2 separate regions of the Mus musculus genome follow, and region 2 is linked to region 1. Evidence: chromatin contacts called from public HiChIP or PLAC-seq data. All regions are on one chromosome and are shown on one strand. Each heading gives the region's core, a stretch centred on a gene start, on an enhancer-like site or on the middle of the called end of the contact. The rest is flanking DNA. Distances are from core to core; before and after follow the strand shown. Region 1 overlaps Gm16124 (predicted gene 16124). Region 2 overlaps Slc35f2 (solute carrier family 35, member F2).

Region 1 (5,395 bases), core at 1,921-4,420:
ATATTTTGTGCAACGTTGAAGTAGGTATTTAATTGTATTTTAAAATATAAACACTTGTACATTTTCTAGATTTGTGTATTTTTAATAGTACCCATGAAGAAAAGAACATAAATTATGTCACTATGAAAGTTTTGAATATTTATATTGTCAATATTTTTATATCCCAGGACTGTTTTGTGAGAATGAATGCAAACTGCCCCTCCCACACAAGTCTATTTTTACTTTTATAATATTCAATTCCATCACATCCAAAATGAGGTGACTTAAAATGCTGAATATCTAACGGTTTCAAGTACAGTTAGTTACCTGTGTCTACTTGTCAAGCTAAAATACTGCAGTTGAAAGAGTGACTAGACTTTCAGTGGACACCTTTTATATTAGTGCTGGATAAAGTCTAAAATCTGGTCTGAAGGTTAGATGTATTCCATACCCAGAATAGAAGCTGGAAGAACAGATGGGAAGGCGGGGCCCCCAAAAGTTGATACTTGCACAAGCAAGTTCTACAACTCTGTGTCTCTCAACTCTTTGGTTATCAGGGTGTGTGTGTTGTGTGTGTGTTGGTGTGTGTGCATGGTTAATGAATGTAAAAGGAGAAGTAAAGCAGGGCACAGTTGATTTTACTTTATAGAGGAGGTCTTTCCCTCCCCTTATGGGAAAACTGTGTGGAAACTGGGCATGAGATAGAGGCACACAGATTTCTGTGAGTGTGAGGCCAGTCTGGCCTGCAAAGTGAGTTCTAGGACAGCCAATGGTTATGCAGAGAGACCCTAGTGAGTGAAACTAAAGATTTAAGGCTGCCAGAATGTAGACCCTTATCCCCAAATCCATTTATATATATACATATATGTGTGTAACTGACCTATTTTTTTTAATATATTGCTATAGAGGATGTGGATAATCATGCAAAAACAGCCAAACATTTACTCTAGGCAAAAATATTTTGCCCAGGTTTCATAGAAACCAGACATATGCCTTTACTCTCCAGCACTTAGAAGATAGAGGTTAGGTGGACCTCTGTGAATCTGAGGCCAGCCTGGTCTACAGAGCAAGTTCATGTCAGCCAGAGTTACATGATGAGACCATATCTTAAAAAATAGACACACCTTATTTTATATTAATATTACTAAGATTAAATTTATTTAATCTTATTTAATTTTAATGCCAATAGTTGTAGCTAATTACCAAATACTTTAAGTCATTCTAATTTTATAAATGAACAAATTTCTACCCAGTGTACAATAAATTTGTGCCTGATCAACACTGCTCATCCACAGTGCTAACACTTTCAGAACATGTAATGGTGTGATGGTTTTCTGTATGTAAGCGTAAACAAAATGTCCAAGTGATCAGAATGATTTTCAAAGCTTTATGGTTTTTGTATCATCATAGGAACAAGCAAGAAAGAGTTTTTCAACCTGGAAACCTGAGGATTTGTTTCCAGAAGCATTAAGAACTCCGCGAGCTTTCTTTACACCACTGAAAAGCTGAATCTGGGTCAGTAAAAACATTCTAAGGATGATGTTTGTTTTTATATGGCCCTTGGTTCAATGAGGAGCAGAACTTCCATAACTTCAGAGTGATCTGGAATTGCATAATTCCTTAGATCTGATCCAATAAAAAGGATATAAGCAAGACTAAGGATCCATTTGGATCCATATGGTTTCCACATAGTTGCCCAGACAGACTTAGATCTGAAAAGCAAAGGAAACATCATCACCTCTGGGGGGAAATCACTCAGAGTAAATCTTTTGTATTTTAAAACAGTAAAGTATCAGGGCCAGGTGTAGTGGTGCACTGCTGTCACCCAGAGACAGCAACAGGGTCACTGCTACAGAGCAAAACCCCTTATCAGTCAACCAACAGTAGAACAGATGACCAAACAAAGCTACTCTTAGAAATCCCACAGTTGATACATTTATGCTTTCCAATCTTCAAATGTTTGCACCAATCTTTTCCTGGACAACCAATCTTCACCTGTGAAATAAGAGACAACACTATTCTCTTGAACATGAATGAAGTGCTGTATGATTCAATACTTCTATAAGAGCAATAACTGTAGACCAGCCGTGGCAACCTGGATCAATTACTATACATTCTAGTTCACTTGCTGAATATAGTCATGTAAAAGAAATAAAACAAAAGAACTCCTTTTGTTTTATTTCTTTTACATGACTGTTCAGCAAGATATATTACAAACGAATGTACCTTGTTATCTCTCTTGGTAAAAATGTTGTCTCTATTAAAATAGTGCCTAATGGGGGCTGGAGAGATGGCTCAGTGGTTAAGAGCACTGACTGATCTTCCAGAGGTCCTGGGTTCAATTCCCAGCAACCACATGGAGGCTCACAACCATCTGCAATGGGATCTGATGCCCTCTTCTGGTATGTCTGAAGAGAACAACGGTGTACTCATATACTTAAAAAAAATAGTGCCTAACATACAGTTGTAACTGTGACATGAACTACTAACATGATTATGGTATTGAATTATGCCTTTTAAATGTGAGTTCCACATATTTAATTTTAACTTAGACATTCCATGGGAGGATACATGTTTTTCTGTCATCATCTCTTGGTATTTTTCCCACAATGACAAGAAAAGTAAAATATGGTATAAACTTGATCTATATTTTTAATGCTACCTGTTTTAAAATAATGAAGACTGTGACAGAAGCCTTCAAAGCTATGAACTGAAATAAACCATTTAACAAGCTAATTAGTCAAACTTTTGTTATGGATACAGAAAGTTGAAAACATATTCTTGATTACACATTCTCCTTTTCTTTTGACTGTGTAAAACAAACCATTTGGTTAGCTTCCTGTTTTACAACCAGGACACTGGTAAACCAGCGTTATTCAAAGAAACAGAACCAATATTAAGCTCATAGGTGAAGATATTTATTCTGTTGTATTTGTTACATAGCCAATTTGAACCCCATTTCTCTTGTGGAGTATCTTGTCAGTTCCAAGATATTCAGCCTGGAGACTCAAAAGAACTAATGGACTTCAAAAGCCATCTGTCTGCCAAGAGACAATGAAAAAGCCAGTGTTGACAATGATATTCAAAGACCGTCTTCTGGAGAATTCCATGTGCTCAGGGCAGACCAGCTTCTTCATTCTAATTAGCCCCTCAATTGATTAAATGACACCAATCCACATCACAATGGCTGATATGCTTTACTCAAAGTCCAGGAATTTAAATGTTAACTTCTTCTGCAGGTGTGGTAGCACATGCCTTTAACCCCAGAACTCAGGAGGAAGAGGCAGGCAGATAAGATCTCTGTGAGCCTAGTCTACATAGTGACTTCCAAAATGGCCAGGGCTATGTAGAAACCCTGTCTCAAAAACTGTAAAATAGGAAAAGAAAAAGAAAAGTTAATTATCCTCCAAATACACGTGCACATAAACTTCTATTAATGATCATTAATGTCACGGCTCAACAAAGTGAACACATTAAACTAGTCACCCCAAAACCTAGAAAAACAAAAAGAATTCTCATTTACATGTAAACTCTAAAACAAGAGATCTCATAAAAAGCAGAGATGAGAATGTTTTTTACCAAAGACCAGGAATAGGAAGAAATGGAGGTGTTACAGACCAAAAGATACAATCATTCAATTAGACAGGAGGAATGAACAGTAAATACAATGATGGGTATGTGGATTAGGTTGATTCAGTAATTCCACATTGTGTACCTATGACATGGCATCTCTTTGTATCCCATAAATACATGTACTTTGACTTATGGTTTATTTATCTATTTATTTATTTATCTATTTATTTATTTATTTATTTAGGTCTTTTTTTTTTAATGTATTTCTTTATCTTATTTATATGACGAGTGCACTCAAACACAGCAGAAGAGGACATCGGATCCCATTACAGATGGTTGTGAGCCACCATATGGTTGCTGGGAATTGAACTCAGGACCTCTGGAAGAGCAGTCAGTGCTTTTAACCACTGAGCAATTTCTCCCGCCCTATTTGGTCTTTCAAGTAAGTGTTTCTCTGTGTAGCCTTGGTTATCCTGAAACTGGTTCTGTAGACCAGCTAGCCTTGAACTTGCCCCATCTTCCTACCTCTGCTTCTCAAGTGCTGGGACTAAAGGCCTACCACCACCACACAGCCCAATATTCAAAAAGTTAACCATTAAGAAACCATATCTACCTTTAGTCCCAGCACTTGGGAGGCAGGCAGAGGCAGGTGGATTTCTGAGTTTGATGCCAGCCTGGTCTACAGAGTGAGTTCCAGGACAGCCAGGGCTATACAGAAAAAGGAAGGAAGGAAGGAAGGAAGGAAGGAAGGAAGGAAGGAAGGAAGGAAGGAAGGAAGGAAGGAACCATGTCTAGGGCTCTAGGGCTGGAGAGATTGCTCAGCAGTTAAGAGCACTGACTGCTCTTCCAGAGGTCTTGAGTTCAATTCCCAGCAACCACATGGTGGCTCACAACCACCTATAATGGGATCCAATACCCTCTTCTGGTGTGTTTGTAGACAGCTATAGTGTACTCATATACATAAAATAAATAAATTAAAAAAAAAAACAAAGAAACCATGTCTAATCACTTTTCTATGAAGCTGCACAAAAACAACACCTGGCTGCCCCCTGAACTTGCCATACATTATGACTGAAATCATATGGTCATTAAGTGTTGTCACAAACTACTAATATAGTCTCAGGATTGCTATTCCTACCGGGAAGCCTGTAATGACCTCTCCTATCACCAGCTTTGGTCTACAGAAGTGAACTGCAAGAAGTGACCTTCTTGGAGAGAGAGACAAATGCCCTTTTATTAGAACACTTCTTTCTGCCTTTTCTGCAGAACATAGGTATGTGGAGAGCCTCTCACTTTACATGGTACATCCATTTAGCATGCTCAATTTTCTGGGCCTGTTGAGCCCTTTATCTCCTGTCATGGCAGTTCCCGAATTCCAACAGCAGTTAATATGGTCCGATTCTCTGCCTTCCCGAGGTCTACCTAGGAAAAAGCTGGCACTATTTTCCAGGATTCTTGCCAGAGTTTTAAATCTTACATTCCTGAAAATGCTCCCAAATCAAGAAGAGCACTGTCTGTTCTTCCAGAGGTCCAGAGTTCAATCCCCAGCAACCACATGGTGGCTCACAACCATCTGTAATGGGATCTGATGCACTCTTCTGGTATAGCTACAGTGTATTCATGTAAATAAAATAAATAAATAACTCTTTAAAAATAACAACAACAAAACAGTGGTAAAGCAGGACATAATAACAGCGTAAGCTTTTAATTCCAGCACTTGGGAGGCAGAGGCCAGCCTGTCTATATAGTGAATTCCAGGACATCCAGGACTATTAGAGAGACAGTTTCAAAACAAAATACAAAATGAAAACATTACCTGACAACAAAAAAGCCAAAAACTAAT
Region 2 (5,923 bases), core at 2,001-4,500, 130 kb before region 1:
CCTTATCCCACAGATATCAGAGGCATTGGAGCAACAGTGGACAGAGGGTGATTATACAACCATCCATCACAACGTGAAGCCCATGGTAAGCGCTAAAAGTTCGAGGACCTGATATGTAGACTCATTTACTTAGCAGTGTGACAAAGATCAGCCTTGGTTTTATTCAGAATTCCTAGGAAAGAAAAGCTATTACCTCAGACAAAGATCAAGAATTAATCCTGATAGAAGTTAACCCACCAGTTCTCAGAGCAGGCCATCACCGCTGGTATGAATTCCCAAAGATATGAAAACATGATTGGATTGGTGAGCATTTTTGTCAGTTAAAGGACAGAATACTGACTTAAAAGGTTATCCTTTAGATACATACCAATTTTCCAGTCCCACTGAATCCGGGCAATGTCTTTATATTCCACAATCAATCTAAGATCAAAACAAGAAGCTGTGTAAAGATCCACATGTTAACTTTTCTGATTTCATAGAGAGTTTAGAAGCTGTAATTTGGCCAAGGAAAAGAGTTACGTTGAGTTTTAATTTTTTTCTTAGAATATAAAAATATTGACCAGGTGGTGGTGCTACACACCTTTGATTGACAGTACTTGGAAGGCAGAGGCAGGTGGATCTCTATGAGTTTGAGAACAATCTGCTCTACGGATTGAATTCCAGCATAGTCAAAGCTACACAGAGAAATATGTCTCCAAAACCAAAAATAAATAAATAAATAAATAAATAAATAAATAAATAAAATAAAATAAAATAAAAATATCTGGACAGGCATGTGGCTTATACTGGTAAGAACTCCCAGAACTCAGAAGGCTGAAGCAGGATTGTCATGAGTCTGGGCAACACAGTGACTTGCCTAAGCTATAGTGTGAAACTTTGTCTCAAAACCCAAACGAATTTAAAAAAAAAAAAAAAGATCTTCTATTCAATTTTATCAAGTTATAGATTTCTCTTTTTTTAAAGATTTATTTATTATTATATCTAAGTACACTGTAGCTGTCTTCAGATGCACCAGAAGAGGGTGTCAAATCTCATTATGGATGATTGTGAGCCACCATGTGGTTGCTGGGATTTGAACTCAGGACCTTCAGATGAGCAGTCAGTGTTCTTTACCACTGAGCCATCTCTCCAGCCCCAAGTTATAGATTTCAAATGTGATGTAAGGTTAAACAACAGTAGTTGGAGCAATCAAATATTTTCCCATTCATTATTTTAGACTCATCTATTTTTATTTTATGTGTATGAGTGTTCAGCCTGCATCTACATCTACGTGCTATGTATGTGCTGGTGCCCTTGGAGGGCAGAAAAGAGAGTTTAGTCTCTTGGAAACAGAGTTATAATGGTTGTAAGCCATCATGCTGGTGCCGAGACCCAACCCTCCAAGGTCCTCTGGCAAAGTAACAAGAGATCTCAACTGCTGAGATATTTCTTGAGCCCCTACTTACTAATTTAAAAAAAAAAAAAAACCAGCAGTGATGGCACATGCCTTTAATCCCAGCACTTGGGTGGCACAGGCAGGTGGATTTCTGAGTTCAAGGCCAGCCTGGTCTACAGAATGAGTTCTAGGACAGCCAGGGCTACACAGAGAAACCCTGTCTCGAAAACCAAAAGAGAAAAAAACATGTGCAAGGTCCCATACACACATGTTCACAGTGTGCCCCGGAGGGGAGAGGACCATTTACATTTTCTTCTCTGTCACGTTGGTGTCATGTTGGTCCTAGGGATTGAAGCCAGGTCCTCAGGCTAGACAGCAAGCATCCTCACCTCCTGGGGCATTTTGCCGACCCTTCAAGTATAAGTCATTACACTTTGTTGTAAGTCACTCCCCATCCCTGATTGTCCTGCCCTCTGCCCCCTTCTCCCCTTCTTCCTTTCGTTTTCATGAAAAGTTTTAAATTCTTACAGCTGTATGCCGCTGATGATTGTTCCAAATAGTCCCACCATTCCTAAAAATTCCTGTCTGCTCAGCTTCTTCACGATGTATTCTTCACACACGTTAGACACAGCATACAGGGAAGCCCCAAGCAGGACTAAGATGTCACCAATAAGAACATCACTCCCTACAGGGCAGCAAGGCACAAAAAGAAATGTGTTGTCAATGGGTGAGCCAGGAGTTAGCAAACACTGATCATTTGAGTAAAACTTTATTGAATCCTAGCTTCTGTAAGTCTAAAGGCTCTCACCCTTACTGTCTGGCACAACACTGACACCGTTTTCACATTTTTACTCCCTGGGAGACCAACAGAGTGGAAGATGGTACTGTGTAGCATCCTGAAAGAAAGCCATTTAAAGACAGGACAAGTTCACAGACTGTAGTGCAGGGAATTTGTTAGAACTTCGGGAAAGGATGCTAGGTGAAAGAAATGGTTTTATTTTGATCCAAGGAGATACTAAGGTTATCTTGGAGATCTGGTAAATTCAGACCTGGTTTAGCATCTATATTGTGAACTGAAATATTCCAACCAGGCAGTAGTGGCACCCACCTTTAACCCAAGACAGCCAGGGATACACAGAAAAAAAAAAAAAAAGAAGAAAAAATCCTGTCTCAAAAGAAGAAAAGAAAAAGAAAAGGAAAAAGGAAGAGAGGGAGGGAGGGAGGAAGAAGGAAGGAAGGAAGGAAGGAAGGAAGGAAGGAAGGAAGGAAGGAGGGAGGGAGGGAGGAAAGAAAGAGAGAGAGAGAGAGAGAAATATACTAAAACACTCAGATCAAAACAAACAGCCAGGTCTCTTTTTTGATGGAAATGAAACACTACCACCTGAGAGTGGTGCTGAGTAGGATGTCCTCCCACTGCCGTGGGGGTGGGGGTGGGGGTGGGGGTGGGGTGGGGTGGGAGCTGAGGAAGGAGGGTTTTGAATTTTTGAGTTCAAGAAAAGAAAGGTAGGGAGAGGAAAGGATGGAAAGAAAGGAAGGAAGAGGGAAGGAAAGAGAGAAGAAACAAAGAAAAGGGGAGGAAGAAAAAGAAACAAAAGAATGCCATAAAGGGGAGAAAAGAGAGCTAGCTCAACAACAGAGGGTTTTGGAAAAACACATCCAAAGTGATTTAAGAGAAAGATGATTTCTACAAATATATTCAAAACAAAATTTTAAACACGTTTAAATGGGGAAAGGCAGCTAAACAAGAAAACAACCACCAAATGTTTAGCAGCAAATGAGAAAGTGCTACAGGAAGTGCTGAGGAAGCCAGCACACCTCACTGAGGAGGGGCCAGCCCAGCAAGCCTGCTCCCCCGCACTAGTTCACAGCACGGACTCCTGCTGAGTTCCTCTATCACCCACTTCAGTCAGTGTAACTCTGCCAGACTAACAGGTGTAAGTGATACAGTCTCACCTGAATTATCTTCTCGCCCAGCTAATATGTCTGCACCAACCATGGTCCCTACACCCAGCAGACAGACAAACACAGCAATGAAGTGGATCACTTTGTATCTTGCCCGGAGAATAAACCAGGAGAGAGCCATCAACACAGGAATCCCAAAGCAATCCAAGAGCTGCAGGGAAAAGAAAAGCACGCAGCCTCAACCACTTCAGCAGCATAATTAACAAGAGAAAGCACTTAGGGAACATTTGTTATTGCTGACCCTGAACGCAAGCACTTACCAGAGCTGCAGTCCCTCTGTGAGATTTGGGACTGCAAACCTGTTTTAGATGTGCATACAAAACCCCAAAGGCTAAAGAAAGATTAGTTGCCCCAAATTATATGGTTAAAAGTCAGGCTCGAGGTGGGGGGTGGGGGGTGGGGGGTGGAGGCTGGAGAAAAAATGGTTAAGAGCACTGACTGCTCTTCCAGAGGTCCTGAGTTCAATTCCCAGCAACCACATGGTGGCTCACAATCATCTCTAATGGGATTTGATGCCCTCTTCTGATGTGTCTGAAGACAGCAACAGTGTACTCATATATATAAAATAAAAGTAAATAAATAAATACCCCCTCCCCTGCCGCCAAAAAAAAAAAAAAAAAAAAAGAAGTCAGGCTGGGGATGCAGCTCAATTAATAGAGTGTTTGCCTAGCGGGCACAAGGCCCTGGGTTTGATCTCCAGTGCCATATAAAACAGTACTTTAGAGGCAGGAGGAAGAGCAGATCAAGGTCATCTTTGGCTACATAGCAAATTCTAGACCAGCCTGACATACACCAAACCTTCCTCGAAACAGAAAACACCCAAAGGCTGAATCTGTTCATCCTACCCAGGAGCCTCTGCTTTCCCCTCTGTTTATCTTTAAACTCGGAAGGCAGAGTTTCCTTCCAGTACATCCATTTACTCCACCAACAGACATTTAGTAAGCATGACCAGTGTCCAGGACTCTGTAAGAGGGTTTGGGTGTTCAGTTCAAGTACAAAGCACTTGTCTGGCAAGCACCGGGCCATGGGGGTGATGTGGGGCACATCATAAGAGGAGTTGGAATATAAAATTGAACAAGGTAGAAGCCCTATCCTGAGGAGCACAGACTAAACTGGACAGACACGAAATTAGACATCACAAAGTCCAATATTCAATTGTAACTGAGCAAAGTATTACCAAGTACAGGTTACAGTGAGGCAACGAACAGAAACCATCTCCCTGACAGAGAGGTCAGTTCTACCATGTGAGACATGCTTGATCCCAGCACAGACTCCTGTTCATTTTTAGCATATGTTTCTCCATCATTTGGGGTCCATAAGATACTTGCTGTAACCCCTTTAACTGCTCTTCTTATCAAACGGGGACAATGAGTATTCAAACTATAGCAAATTCAAAATCGATGGCAAGATAGGAAAAAAGAGTGAATTAAGGTTCTCAGCTCTTCTGAACAAAGAATTCTCACCTGAGGAATACCGAATGGCAGAGAAGCACCTGAAAAAATGTTCAACATCCTTAATCATCAGGGAAATGCAAATCAAAACAACCCTGAGATTCCACTTCACTCCAGTCAGGATGGCTAAGATCAAAAATTCAGGTGACAGCAGATGCTGGCAAGGATGTGGAGAAAGAGGAACACTCCTCCATTGTTGGTGGGATTGCAGGCTTGTACAACCACTCTGGAAATCAGTCTGGTGGTTCCTCAGAAAATTGGACATAGTATTACCAGAGGATCCCGCAATACCTCTCCTGGGCATATGTCCAGAAGATGCCCCAACTGGTAAGAAGGACACATGCTCCACTATGTTCATAGCAGCCTTATTTATAATAGCCAGAAGCTGGAAAGAACCCAGATGCCCCTCAACAGAGGAATGGATACAGAAAATGTGGTACATCTACACAATGGAATACTATTCAGCTATTAAAAAGAATGAATTTATGAAATTCCTAGGCAAATGGATGGACCTGGAGGGCATCATCCTGAGTGAGGTAACACATTCACAAAGGAACTCACACAATATGTACTCAGTGATAAGTGGATATTAGCCCAAAACCTAGGATACCCAAGATATAAGATACAATTTGCTAAACACATGAAACTCAAGAAGAATGAAGACTGAAGTGTGGACACTATGCCCCTCCTTAGAAGTGGGAACAAAACACCCATGGAAAGAGTTACAGAGACAAAGTTTGGAGCTGAGACGAAAGGATGGACCATGTAGAGACTGCCATATCCAGGGATCCATCCCATAATCAGCCTCCAAACGCTGACACCATTGCATACACTAGCAAGATTTTATCGAAAGGACCCAGATGTAGCTGTCTCTTGTGAGACTATGCCGGGGCCTAGCAAACACAGAAGTGGATGTTCACAGTCAGCTAATGGATGGATCACAGGGCTCCCAATGGAGGAGCTAGAGAAAGTACCCAAGGATCTAAAGGGATCTGCAACCCTATAGGTGGAACAACATTATGAACTAACCAGTACCCCGGAGCTCTTGACTCTAGCTGCATATGTATCAAAAGATGGCCTAGTCGGCCATCACTGGAAAGAGAGGCCCATTGGACTCGCAAACTTTATATGCCCC

Evidence for each region. HiChIP or PLAC-seq counts read pairs in DNA pulled down with a chosen protein or histone mark.
Region 2: an H3K27ac HiChIP or PLAC-seq map of embryonic stem cells shows a contact between it and region 1, with 12 read pairs. The contact joins two enhancer-like sites. A contact is called at or near these places in 27 of 484 Hi-C or Micro-C datasets (the AML12 cell line, B cells, CD4 T cells and 16 more), 5 of 115 datasets of contacts at active chromatin or transcription factors (embryonic stem cells and stem cell-derived neural progenitor cells) and 4 of 9 other capture datasets (adipose tissue, embryonic stem cells, liver and 1 more).

What each region holds. Positions count from the first base shown.
Region 1 is chr9:53,678,811-53,684,205 of GRCm38.p6, reverse strand. It overlaps Gm16124 (predicted gene 16124), which reads right to left. Exons shown (of 2, transcript NR_166653.1): 2 at 2,876-3,346. Rab39 (RAB39, member RAS oncogene family) reads left to right here. Exons shown (of 2, transcript NM_175562.3): 2 at 1-96. Among named protein-coding and RNA genes, the nearest start is that of Cul5, 14 kb to the right of the region's middle. Within about 2 kb of position 3,170, at least 2 of the 459 cell types and tissues checked have an H3K27ac peak or open chromatin away from gene starts, as enhancers often do. A contact at or near this core is called in embryonic stem cells, where this site is marked.
Region 2 is chr9:53,804,183-53,810,105 of GRCm38.p6, reverse strand. Slc35f2 (solute carrier family 35, member F2) reads right to left here. Exons shown (of 8, transcript NM_028060.3): 4 at 3,329-3,488; 5 at 1,904-2,060; 6 at 368-420. Among named protein-coding and RNA genes, the nearest start is that of Slc35f2, 36 kb to the right of the region's middle. Within about 2 kb of position 3,250, at least 40 of the 459 cell types and tissues checked have an H3K27ac peak or open chromatin away from gene starts, as enhancers often do. A contact at or near this core is called in embryonic stem cells, where this site is marked.